4 separate regions of the Mus musculus genome follow, and regions 2, 3 and 4 are each linked to region 1. Evidence: chromatin contacts called from public Hi-C and targeted proximity ligation data. All regions are on one chromosome and are shown on one strand. The core of a region is the stretch at or near the end of the contact, and the rest is flanking DNA. Distances in the headings are between cores, read along the strand shown. Region 1 holds the start of Tle4 (transducin-like enhancer of split 4). Region 2 holds the start of Vps13a (vacuolar protein sorting 13A). Region 3 holds the start of Mpeg1 (macrophage expressed gene 1). Region 4 holds the start of Fam111a (family with sequence similarity 111, member A).

Evidence for each region. A called contact is a pair of places that touch in the nucleus more often than the background predicts.
Region 2: a contact with region 1 is called in a Hi-C map of muscle stem cells, with 3 times the contacts expected there. A contact is called at or near these places in 2 of 39 promoter capture datasets (liver and pre-B cells), 2 of 484 Hi-C or Micro-C datasets (muscle stem cells and uterus) and 2 of 9 other capture datasets (adipose tissue and liver).
Region 3: a contact with region 1 is called in a targeted proximity ligation map of bone marrow-derived dendritic cells, with 7 times the contacts expected there. A contact is called at or near these places in 1 of 39 promoter capture datasets (pre-B cells), 1 of 484 Hi-C or Micro-C datasets (B cells) and 1 of 130 datasets of targeted methods (bone marrow-derived dendritic cells).
Region 4: a Hi-C map of B cells shows a contact between it and region 1, with 7 read pairs. A contact is called at or near these places in 1 of 484 Hi-C or Micro-C datasets (B cells), 1 of 130 datasets of targeted methods (pro-B cells) and 2 of 9 other capture datasets (adipose tissue and liver).

What each region holds. Positions count from the first base shown.
Region 1 is chr19:14,596,874-14,599,567 of GRCm38.p6, forward strand. Tle4 (transducin-like enhancer of split 4) reads right to left here and starts at 1,310. Exons shown (of 20, transcript NM_011600.3): 1 at 495-1,310. The coding sequence starts at 539.
Region 2 is chr19:16,779,566-16,782,259 of GRCm38.p6, forward strand. It overlaps Vps13a (vacuolar protein sorting 13A), which reads right to left and starts at 1,368. Exons shown (of 72, transcript NM_173028.4): 1 at 1,105-1,368. The coding sequence starts at 1,204.
Region 3 is chr19:12,459,406-12,462,099 of GRCm38.p6, forward strand. It overlaps Mpeg1 (macrophage expressed gene 1), which reads left to right and starts at 1,365. Exons shown (of 2, transcript NM_001374668.1): 1 at 1,365-1,456; 2 at 1,746-2,694. The coding sequence starts at 1,796.
Region 4 is chr19:12,572,167-12,574,860 of GRCm38.p6, forward strand. Fam111a (family with sequence similarity 111, member A) reads left to right here and starts at 1,359. Exons shown (of 4, transcript NM_026640.2): 1 at 1,359-1,414.

The sequences.
Region 1 (2,694 bases), core at 60-2,559:
TATTTAATTAGCCCACATCGCAGGTGGGGGGTGGACAGCCCGCGGTCCGAGACGTGGGGGGGTTGGTCGCGCCGCTCCCGCCTCTCGCTCGCCTGCTGGGGTCCCGGTGCCTCCGGGCGGCCTCCCTCGGCTCAGCTTCTCAGCCTGGCTTCCGCCTCCCCCCGTCACCCCCCAAACCCCCGAGCCCCCGGCCCGGCTCTCCCATCCCTCCCTACCCGGAATCGAAAGTGGCCCGTCGGAGGCAGCCGCGCCATGGCGTCGAGCGGCCGTCAGCTAGCAGAGCGAGTCCGGCCTGTGGCCGCCGGCGCCCTCCACCCCGCAGACTCGCGCCGCCCGGCTCGCCCCCCTCGGGAGAGCCGCGCGGGCGGAGAGCGGCGGCGCGCTGCTTCCCGGGGCTTCAGAGACAACAATAAGAAAATGGCTACAAGTCGGTCGCCTCCCGCACCCTCGGAGCGGCCGGCCGCGGACAGGGCTGCGGGCGCGGCGCCACTCACCGGGTGGCGCGTCTGCGGGTACATCTTGCTCAGGTCGCGAATCATCCACGCCGCTTTAGTTGGCTGCGCCAGGCAGAGGCGCGCGGCTCATCCGCTTCGAGGGCCCCGCGGCGGCGTCCCGGGCCTGCGGGTCTCGCGTGACGCGGGCGGCAGGCAGGCGCGGCGGCTGGGCGCGGGCGGCCGGCTCCGCATTCCCCGCGGGCGTCACTGAGGGCGGCGGGCACCGTCCGTCCTGCGCCCGCCGAGCCCCGCGCCCGCCGAGCGCCGCCCGCCTGCTCGCGCCCCACTCCAAACTTTTTTTATTTGTCTTTTAATTGGCTGCTATTCCTCGGAATGAATGGTCGCTTCTTCCCTGAGAGCGAGCGCAAACTCCTTTGGTTCGGAAGAGGTCTCGCGGCGCTTGGGGGTTCTCTGGAGATTTTTTTTCACTTCACAGCAACGATCTTTTAAAAGGCACCTTTTAGCTTCTTTTACCACATTTCATTTCCTTTTCTTCCTTCCTGTTTTTTTAGCCCCAAATTGAAGGGGATTATAAAAATAAAAGAGCGAAACGCTTGCGGCTTTTTAAAATTCTCTTTCAAACTCTGCGAACACCACCTCAAAATAATACACGAGTGTGTAAGAGGGGGAAGAAGGCAGCCAACAGCCGAACGCCCGCTCGGAACAGCTCTAACAACGCGCTCTGTGTAGGTGACTTCTTTGACCAAATTTAGCAGCAGCTAATCATTAACATTCTGATACATATTCACGACCATCCGCGGAGGGCCCAAGGAGCATCCCGGGAGATGTAGTCCTCGCGCGGCTACTGTGGCCAAGGATGCCTCCAGATTGACTACAGTCTCCGGCTAGCCCCGCGCGCTCTCCGCGGCGCTCTCCAGGAGCCCCGCCCTCCCGCGGCGCGAGGGCGCCGCATCAACCAATCGGAGATGGCTGAACATTAATCGCGGTTCTGTGTTACTGCCCATCATTTCACCGCTGACAAATGGCAAGCCAGGAGGGCGGGGCCGGGCAGGCTAGGCCCACGTGGGGACAGGGCGTGGCGTGGAGCTCCGACCAATAACTGCAAAGAATTGGTGCTGGCGGAGGCGGGGCGCAGCGGCCCGCCCGGGGCGGAGCCTCGCCCTGGCCGCTGTTCCCTAGTGCGAGCGTTCGAACCGCGGAAACATTTGTTCAGCTGTCAATCAAAGTAACGTGGGGTGGCGAGCCGCGGCGGCTGCTGTCGCTGCTGCACTGGCTGCATCTTTAGAAGCAGGTTTCGGCGGCGATGGCGGTGAGACTGCAGGCCGGTCCGAAGACGCCCTCCGAGGCTCATCTCCCGTTCGACGCGGAGCCCAGGCCTGGCGACCGCGCGGGGGTGCGCACTAATTAGGGCCCGATGTCTCCGTAAAGAGACAAGCTCGGCCTTGTGCAACGCGCCGAAACCCCTGTTGAGACAAGAGAGGGAGGATCGCGCTGATCCCACTCCGTGCGGTTCACATCCATTTTACGCGCTGCTGGAGCCGGCATAATTTTCCGCGTGAGCGCGGACGCCGTCGGCCCGGTTTAGAGCCGCAGCCGGGAGGCGTGCACTGGGCCGGTCCCAGAGCTTCCCGGCCGGCAGACTCTTGACATTCCCTTTCTTTAGAGGCACCAGTCAACTTACTCCGGGGTTGAAAGAGGGTCCGAGTGTGGACCGTCGGGCCTTGGGCTTGTGATGGCCTACGGAAGAGGGTCAGAACCCGGGAGTGGCAGCCCGCCCGAGGCAGTTTTGAGACTTGGCGGGTGTTGGGAGCCTTAAGGCTGAGCTAAGGAACCTCTGACCCCTGGGCAATCAAAAGAATTCGGAAAAAGTCAAGCAGGATTGTAGCCAAGGCTGCTGTGTTTGGGACATTCATTTCTGAGTCCCACCTTAACTCGAAGTGCAGGCTAATACGGTGCTGTTGGTTCAACAAATGTGGGAAAAACGTTTTTCCTAATGATAGCGCTTTCCACGACAGAGGAACCGGTAGCTTAATGCCCAATTCAAGGCGTTCTGTGGGCCTCACTAGTACTGGCCACTGAGGACACCGAGGCAAAGAAAGACTGCAGTAGTCTTGCTAAAAATCCAGAACTGAGGCTCATACAATGCCTCCGTTCTGTAAATTTAATTTCCAAAATAAGAGGATGGAGGACTTGCCTCTGTCTCATACCCAATTATTAAAATGCGGCCAATCCAGAATAA
Region 2 (2,694 bases), core at 118-2,617, 2.2 Mb after region 1:
AGAAGCAGCGCAGACTAAGCAACTTGCAAGTACCTGATCTCAAAGAGGCTGTGCTAGCTCTTACAGATCAATTGCCCACGTTATCGTGGAAGAAGGTACCTAGCTACATTGAGGGCTTGTTTGTTTAATAAAACTAAATTACTTGTTTTCATTATTTCAAAAATGAGAAGGCTCAAGATAAACGAGAACTTTTAGAAAGTTTTAAGTAAGTACATTATCAGAGAATGCACACACTATTTACACAAATAATTAACCCTAACTTTGGCCTGGAACGTTCATTTCAAAAAAGGCCTCTACTTGCTAATAGCTACTTAAAATAAACAAGAGTCTAATGCAATACAGATGGAAACACTAAAAATAAGACACTGTATTAGGTAAATCATTGCAGTGAAGGGGTAGATGCAGCCCTTCCCATCTAAGCAACAGAGAGGAGTGCTCATCACGTCTTCGTCAGGTCCGAGAAACGGAAAGCCCAAATTACATTTTGACCGTCTGTTTTCCTGCATTTTCTTTTCGTTCTTTAAAAAAACAAAAAACTCAGGTCTTACAAACACCCACATTCCCACCTGGTCAGGCTGCGACCTGAAAACCTAAGTAACTCTGAGATACTCTGAAAGGGGCTTTCCTTTCCTTTTATTCCCCCTGTCATTTGCCTGTCCCAGCTAAGCAACACCCAAGTCCAAGTTCAGTGGCCGGACCGGAACTCGCCTAGAAAGCACGGTGAAGTGGGGCAGGGAAGGGACGAAGGGTGTCTTCGCGGACGGCGCCTGGTCTTCACGTGCAAGTCGGCGTGCGACTCCCCGTGGGCTCGCCGGAGCCTTCCTGACAGCCCGGGGCCAAACTGCCAGGGATGCCTCCCTTGCCCAGCGGAGGCCAAGGGTCACCAGCACCCGGCCCCACCGGGACGCGAGGCTTCAGCCAGCGCCTCCCCCAACCTCACGGCTCGCGCCGCCCGCCCGCCCGCCCGGGAACCGCCGCCCCGCTTTACATAACTTGAAGGGCGAGGCGGGCAGCTGCAGGTGGCGGCGCCGGGCTGGCCAAGGACCGAAGCCACGAGAAACCGCGCCGCCGTCTCCCGCGACCCTGGAGCGGCGACCCCGTTACCTTTCCAAATGCCCAGGGAGAGCTGGGACTCGTCCAGGTTCACCACATAGTCTCCCAGGAACCGGTTCAACACTTCCACGACCACCGACTCGAATACCATTTTTTTTCCTCTCTGCCGCGGAGGGCACCGCGGCACTACCCGGGCTGCTCCTCCCTCGAGACGGCTCGGCTTACCGGCTCCCGGCCCGCTCCAGCTACGGTGCGGGTGCTGCCGGGTCCCCTCAACCCGACCGCGAGCCCCACAGAAGGAAGGTAGCCGCTCGCACCACGCGTGCGCAGCTCGGGCTGCGCGTGGGGGCGTGACCGACGCGGAACTGGAGGCGCGGCCGGGAGCGAGAGTGAAGGACGGCGGCTGCGCAGCCGCGGGCCCGCCCTTGCCCGCGAGCGGACCGCCGGGCCTCTCCCGCCGGCCGCGCCTCCTATCCGTCGCTTAGCAACAGAACACCAGTCGAGCGCTGGAGACCCCGCCCCGGAATGATTCTCCTTTTTACCCGCAGCGAACTTTCTCTAGGAGGCGGGGCGTGATGATAACCGACAGGAACGCCGCTTCCGAAAGAGAAAACTAAGATCGCGGGATCCAAAGAGTGGAGAGTGTACAGCTTGGTGCGAGGTTGCGGGAAGTTTCCTGAGGCAGTTTCCCAGGACGCTTTTCCCCCATTATTACCAGTTGTGAGGTTCGGCCAGCCTTGGTGCTTGGGTACTTCCTGACGTTCTCCCTTCTCCTGGCAAGGATGCGAACTGGCCCTTCAGTTGCCTTCCCTTACTTCCTCAGCTACTAATCTGTGCTGAGGAGGGGCGAGGGAGAGTAAAGTTGGGAGATAAATTCCAAGTTCTTAATGTGCAACTGCTCTTGGCACCTTTTTCCGGTCAAATCATTTATGTGAAAGCCGCCAGTCATGTTAAAGAGTAGCACGTTTGAGTCAGTCCGGAGACAGCAGAGAGCCTGCCAAGAACCAAGAAAGACACCTCTGAGCCTTAGTGGCCAAGCTAAAATAAGTAGTGTCTCCGCTCCACGCTTGGACTTAGAGAAAATTGGTCCCAAAGTCCTGAGGTCACAAGACAGAGGTGCAACTTACAGAACCGACATTAATCCTCTGAGGATTTCAGAGGCAGCAGTACACTTTCAACTTTCTCTTCGCAAGGCACATCCTGATTTGGCACTGAGTGTATTTTGTGCATAGTCATCAAGTATCTCAAATTTATTTCAGAAAAAAAAAAGAGCAAAAATAGTGTAAACTTTTTTAAGCTTTTAAAGAATATATTAGCATATATTTTACAAAATAATGGGTTTCATTATAACATCTTGATAAATGTGTATATTTTGGTCGTTTATTACCCATGACTCTTTCTTGTCCTATTGACTGATTCCTTCTTCCCAAATAGGACCCCTTCTGTTTTCATGGATTTTTCTATCAAGATTCTAAACCTTCATCCATGTTGGTTTTTTTTAATGAGTTTTTATTTAGCACAATTTTAAATTTCATTTGTGTGTGTGTATAAGTGTTTTCTACATCCGTACCTGGTACCCTCAGGAATAGCTCTCTGGTTATTGGCGTTACAGGAGGTTGTGAGCCTCCATGTGGGTGGGTG
Region 3 (2,694 bases), core at 115-2,614, 2.1 Mb before region 1:
TGTGCATAAGCCAGTTAAAATAGAAGAGTGCACTTACTGAGTTATTGCAAGCACTCAAGGGCGTTCAAGTCTCAGCTTTTAAACTCTAGGTGCTGTCTCCTGAGGTATAAATACATAACCCTGCTTATATATGAACTAGAGCACCCTCTGCAGTGACTCGGCTGGGTTCTCCAACTTGGTATAGCTTGGACATCGTTCACAAACTCATTCCTCATTGGAGGCTGGTGTGAGTCAGTTTCCCCAAACACCTTGGCATGAATAGAACCATGCTAAGGCTTTTATGGATTTACAGAACACCACTGGAGCCTGGATCATGGCTAGGGAAGCTCAAGTCCTTCAAAAATGCTTTGTTGCTTCCTCAATGACAACCTGAGATAATTTAGTTCGTTAAGATCTTCACAGCCTATACACAGGTGGTAGTCTTCACCCACGGCTGAAACATGTTTCTGCTTTTAAAGTCTTAGCCCTGCATCTTGCTCCTAAAATGATCTGGGGTGCTATGAGGGTGCTGTGTGAAGATTTATTATCTGCTATAGAGTTCCTGGCTGCTGCTAAATGAACCAAGACACTCCAGGTGTTACAACTGTGTAATTCACCTAAGCCTCCCTTAATTCTGATACTTGATCGCTAGCACAGACTACTCCTCTCTGAATCACAAATCTAAAGGAGCTAGTATCACTGCTAGACAAAAAGAAGAGGTGGGTGTTGAGAAAAGAGTGCTCATTATGTTTTCCTGACAATAGAAGAAATGAATTTTAGTACTTTTAACCCATGTAATAAAGAGCATGTTTCCTTTTTTGCTGTCTTTGCTGACAAAAAAGTTTTTGGATGAAAAAGTTAAACGTGTGGTCAGTTGCTGCTTAGTTTAAAAATTGCACACATGGAGACGATCAGACAAATGTGTGGACACAAGCACGGATGCTCCTGGGCCGTTTGTATGCTTTGAGTAAACCAAACTTTGCAAATTTGTAGTGTGGCTTTTGTCTTCTCTTGAATATTTCTCTCTGAACGGAGAAAAACAGAACAGCGTGGAAGCCCTCACCCTCACCCAGGATGCCCAGAACAATTCAGGGTGAGGGTTCCCAGCAAACGGAATGCTTTCCTGAGCAGTTCAGCCCTAGATAAGTCTATCTCCAAAATAGGACTGTTTGAGTTTGTAACAATGAGACCTCACAAAGCATGCATCTGAGGTTATCTATTTATTTATTTATTTATTATTTTACACTTTTGTTCTCAGGGGGCAGGCCCCAACTTCAGTGTACCAATGAGACATCTAAGATTTGTCCTTGACACAGAGTAGCCTGGAGGCGGGGTATGTAAATAAGCACAAGGTTGCTACTAACTCCTGCGTTTCCAGTAAAAAGAAACTAATACTGTGATTTCACAAAAGAAGAGAAAGGCAGGTTTTGAAGTCAAAGAGAGTGAAACAAAAGCCAGACAGAGCCTTCTGACAGAGGTAAGTTGTTGAATCCACACTTTTACTGGGTGCCAAACCCCTGTGTAGAAGAAAGGCAGGGTGAGGGACATAGGGTGTGTGTGGGGGGGGGGGGATTGAAGAGTGTATCTTTGCATATCCAGAGTAGAATAATTTTTACAAGGTACTAATGGTCTCTAATATTCCAACCAGCTTTCACTTCTCTGTTTTGCAATTGGAGCAGCATAAAGAGGAACTGATGGTTTTAGGAGAACTGTAGAATTTTCTGTTTCAACAACCGCTTTCTTTTCCATCCTTCTGTTTGCCCCAGTCTTGTTGGTGAATGCTTAGGGCTGGTATATGGCCAAAACCATCTGCGCCATGAACAGCTTCATGGCCTTGGTCCTCATCTGGATGATAATAGCGTGTGCTGAAGCAGACAAGCCTCTTGGAGAAACGGGTACCACTGGATTTCAAATATGCAAGAATGCCCTGAAACTACCTGTCTTGGAGGTCCTACCAGGAGGAGGCTGGGATAATCTGAGAAATGTAGACATGGGACGGGTGATGGACTTGACATACACCAACTGTAAGACCACAGAAGATGGGCAGTACATCATCCCCGATGAAGTGTATACTATTCCTCAGAAAGAGAGCAACCTGGAGATGAACTCAGAAGTCCTGGAGTCCTGGATGAATTACCAGAGTACCACCTCACTTTCTATCAACACAGAACTCGCCCTTTTCTCCAGAGTCAACGGCAAGTTCTCTACTGAGTTCCAAAGGATGAAGACCCTTCAAGTAAAGGACCAAGCTGTGACTACCAGGGTTCAGGTAAGAAACCGGATCTACACAGTGAAAACCACCCCAACTTCAGAGCTCAGCTTGGGGTTTACGAAGGCACTTATGGACATCTGTGACCAACTAGAGAAAAACCAGACGAAGATGGCCACCTACCTGGCAGAGCTCTTGATCCTCAACTATGGCACACACGTAATCACTAGTGTGGATGCTGGGGCTGCACTGGTTCAGGAGGATCACGTAAGGTCCTCCTTCCTTCTGGACAACCAGAATAGCCAGAACACCGTGACCGCTTCTGCAGGGATTGCCTTCTTAAACATTGTGAACTTCAAAGTTGAAACAGACTACATTTCTCAGACCAGTTTGACGAAGGACTACCTGTCGAACAGGACCAACTCCAGGGTGCAGAGTTTTGGAGGGGTTCCCTTCTATCCAGGCATCACCTTAGAAACCTGGCAGAAGGGCATCACTAACCACCT
Region 4 (2,694 bases), core at 109-2,608, 2.0 Mb before region 1:
TGGGTTTTCTTGTGGTATGCTTGACCCCTCTGACTCCTACCATCTTCCTCCCTTTCTTCTGCAGGATTGCCCAAGCTCTTCCTAATGTTTGGCTGTGGGTTTCTGCATCTGTGTTTCCATTCATTGCTGGGTAAAGCCTTTCTGCTAATGATTATGTTAGGCGTCTGTCTGCAAGTATGAATGAATATCTTTAGTAGTGTCAGGGGTTGGCTTCCTCACATGATATGGGTCTCAAGATGGACCAGTCATCCCTGGCCACCTCCACAATTTCTGCACCACTTTTCCCCAGACTATCTTGTAGGCAGGACAATTTGTAGGTAGAATGCTTTGTGGCTGGGTTAGTGTCCCAAACTGTTCATTGGAAATCTTGTCCAGTTATAGAAGATTACTGGTTCAGGCTCTGTATCCCCCATTGCTGGGGTCACCCTTATAGATTCCTGGGACTTTCCACTGCCCTAGTTCTTTAGCCATGCCCTAAGCATCCTCCTTCTTGCCCCATAACAGTTGTGTCTCCCAGTAATCTCTTCCCACTCCCTGCCTGGCTCCCTCCCTCCTCTTCCTCCTTTTTAATCACAGCTCATATTTCTGGAGTGGACACTCTCTTTATGAGTAGAAAATATTTACTCCCAATGATGCACATCTGGAAAAAAATCAATTTATTAGGTCATCGAGATGACTCAGCATCTGCTGCCAAGTCTGACTGAGTTTGATCCACTAGACTCACATGGTAGGAAAGAGCCTGAATTCCTGAAAGTTGTGACATGTGGCATACACACACATACACATATTACACACAAATAATAAATTTAATACATTTTTGAAAAATGAGTCTTTGACAAGGATTTGCAGCTTCTTTCTGATTTGTTCAAGTACTGAAGCTGGTCTGCTGTGGGGATGTTACCCCCTAGAAAGGCCCTGAGTCCTCCAGCCTTCCTCCTCCTAGCTCATTCTCTTCCTGCCTGCAGCCAGAAAGCATGTCACTAACCTGCTGCCCTGGTCTCTCTTGCTATTTGGAAGAAAATCCCTGGACCTGCCTGAAACCAGGAGGGAACCCAGATCTAGTCCTGGCTCCTCAGCTTCCCACTGAGTCCAGTTAGCATACCTCATTTGACTAGGCTCTAAAAGGAGATCCCTGGAGAGTAGAGGACCACACCCACTCGATTGGCGGGCTTCCTTGACTAGGCGGCCCTTAGAGACCAGGGCGGATGCACACTGCGCTTGCTCTGGTCCAGTCCCGCGCTCTGAATGCAGCCAATGGACTGAAGCACAGCTGGTTGCTGTTCAGAGAAAGGACCAATCCGCAGTCTCTCCACCCTCTGAACAAAGACGTCAAATGACAGTCTGGTTCTGTTTTTTCTAAAAGACCCGGGATTCCAGCGGCTGGAGCGAAGCTGCCATAGAGTGGAAAGATCCAGTAAGTAAAAAGCCACTTTAAGATTAATTTCTTCATGTCAGAATGTGGTGTGCAGCAAATATTCACCAATATATTTAGCAAGTCTATTTCATCTTGGAATAAAAATACACAAGTGACAAATACTGATTTCTTTCTCAGGCTTGCCTAGCAGGTGGAGTGGAAGCTATCCATATTCGAATAGGTGGTTACTACATTAACCTGATTTGTCTGCTGTTTCCATCAACATAACCCAGTATGTTCTGCTGAGGACTAGAAAATACCAGTCATCTTTAGTGTTCTTTAAGGGCACTGTGACGGTTTCCTCCCAAAAGCAGACTTAATGCTAGATGTTGGGTTCAAGTGTAGCTGGTCCTAGCTGTGAGCCAGGGAAGGTGGCAGGTCCATAAACAAACTGTGCTACTCTGAAATGAAGAGTGGGTGAAATCTCAGGCACACTGGTGGCATGGGGGAACTTCTAGCGCTGGAAAGCCCTTGGGACAGAGGCAGAAGGGCTAACCCATCTGAAGGACCCAGGGAGCCCAGGGTTGTTTTCAGCATTCTAGCCTCAGCGTGCTGGTATTGATGATGTGGTAGTGTAGGAAGAGGCAGGCTTAGATCAGCTCTGGTCTTTGCCTCTGGAAAGCCTTTCTGAGAGAAAAGTAAGTAGGCAAGAATGTGCACATGGCTAGCCAGAAAATAAGCGCCTTTAAGAGAGGGGGAAGTGAAGGTGGGGGAGGGAGACAAGGGGCTGGAGAGGAAGTTATTAGGCAATAGGGAGGGACGGATGTGGCTCAGAAGCCAGAAAGAGGCTTAAAGGGGCTTGGTGGGGCAGGGCGTTATTCAGAAATAGGGAGAGTGAGAAAGGCCAGGGGAAAGAAAAAGGGGGCAAGAGAAAGGGGAAGAAGATGGAGAAAGCAATTCCAGGAAACTGTTAGGGAGACCGAGGATGGGACTTGGTACAGGCCATATTGGTTTATTGCTCTACTAAAGAAAGATAGTACATGTAAGTACTTTGTCTTCTCAAATTATAATGTGGTATACTCGGAGGAATTTGTATTCACATCATTCTAACTGAAAAAGCAAGGAGGAGTGGAGGCAGGAGGGGATCATATGCCGGGCATGGTGGCGCACACCTTTCATCCCAGCACTGGGGAGGCAGAGGCAGGCAGATTTTTGAGTTTGAGGCCAGCCTGGTCTACAAAGTGAGTTTCAGGATCCCCAGAGCTATACAGAGAAACCCTGTCTCGAAAAACAAACAAACAAACAAACAAACAAACAAACAAACGAAGGAGGGGATCATA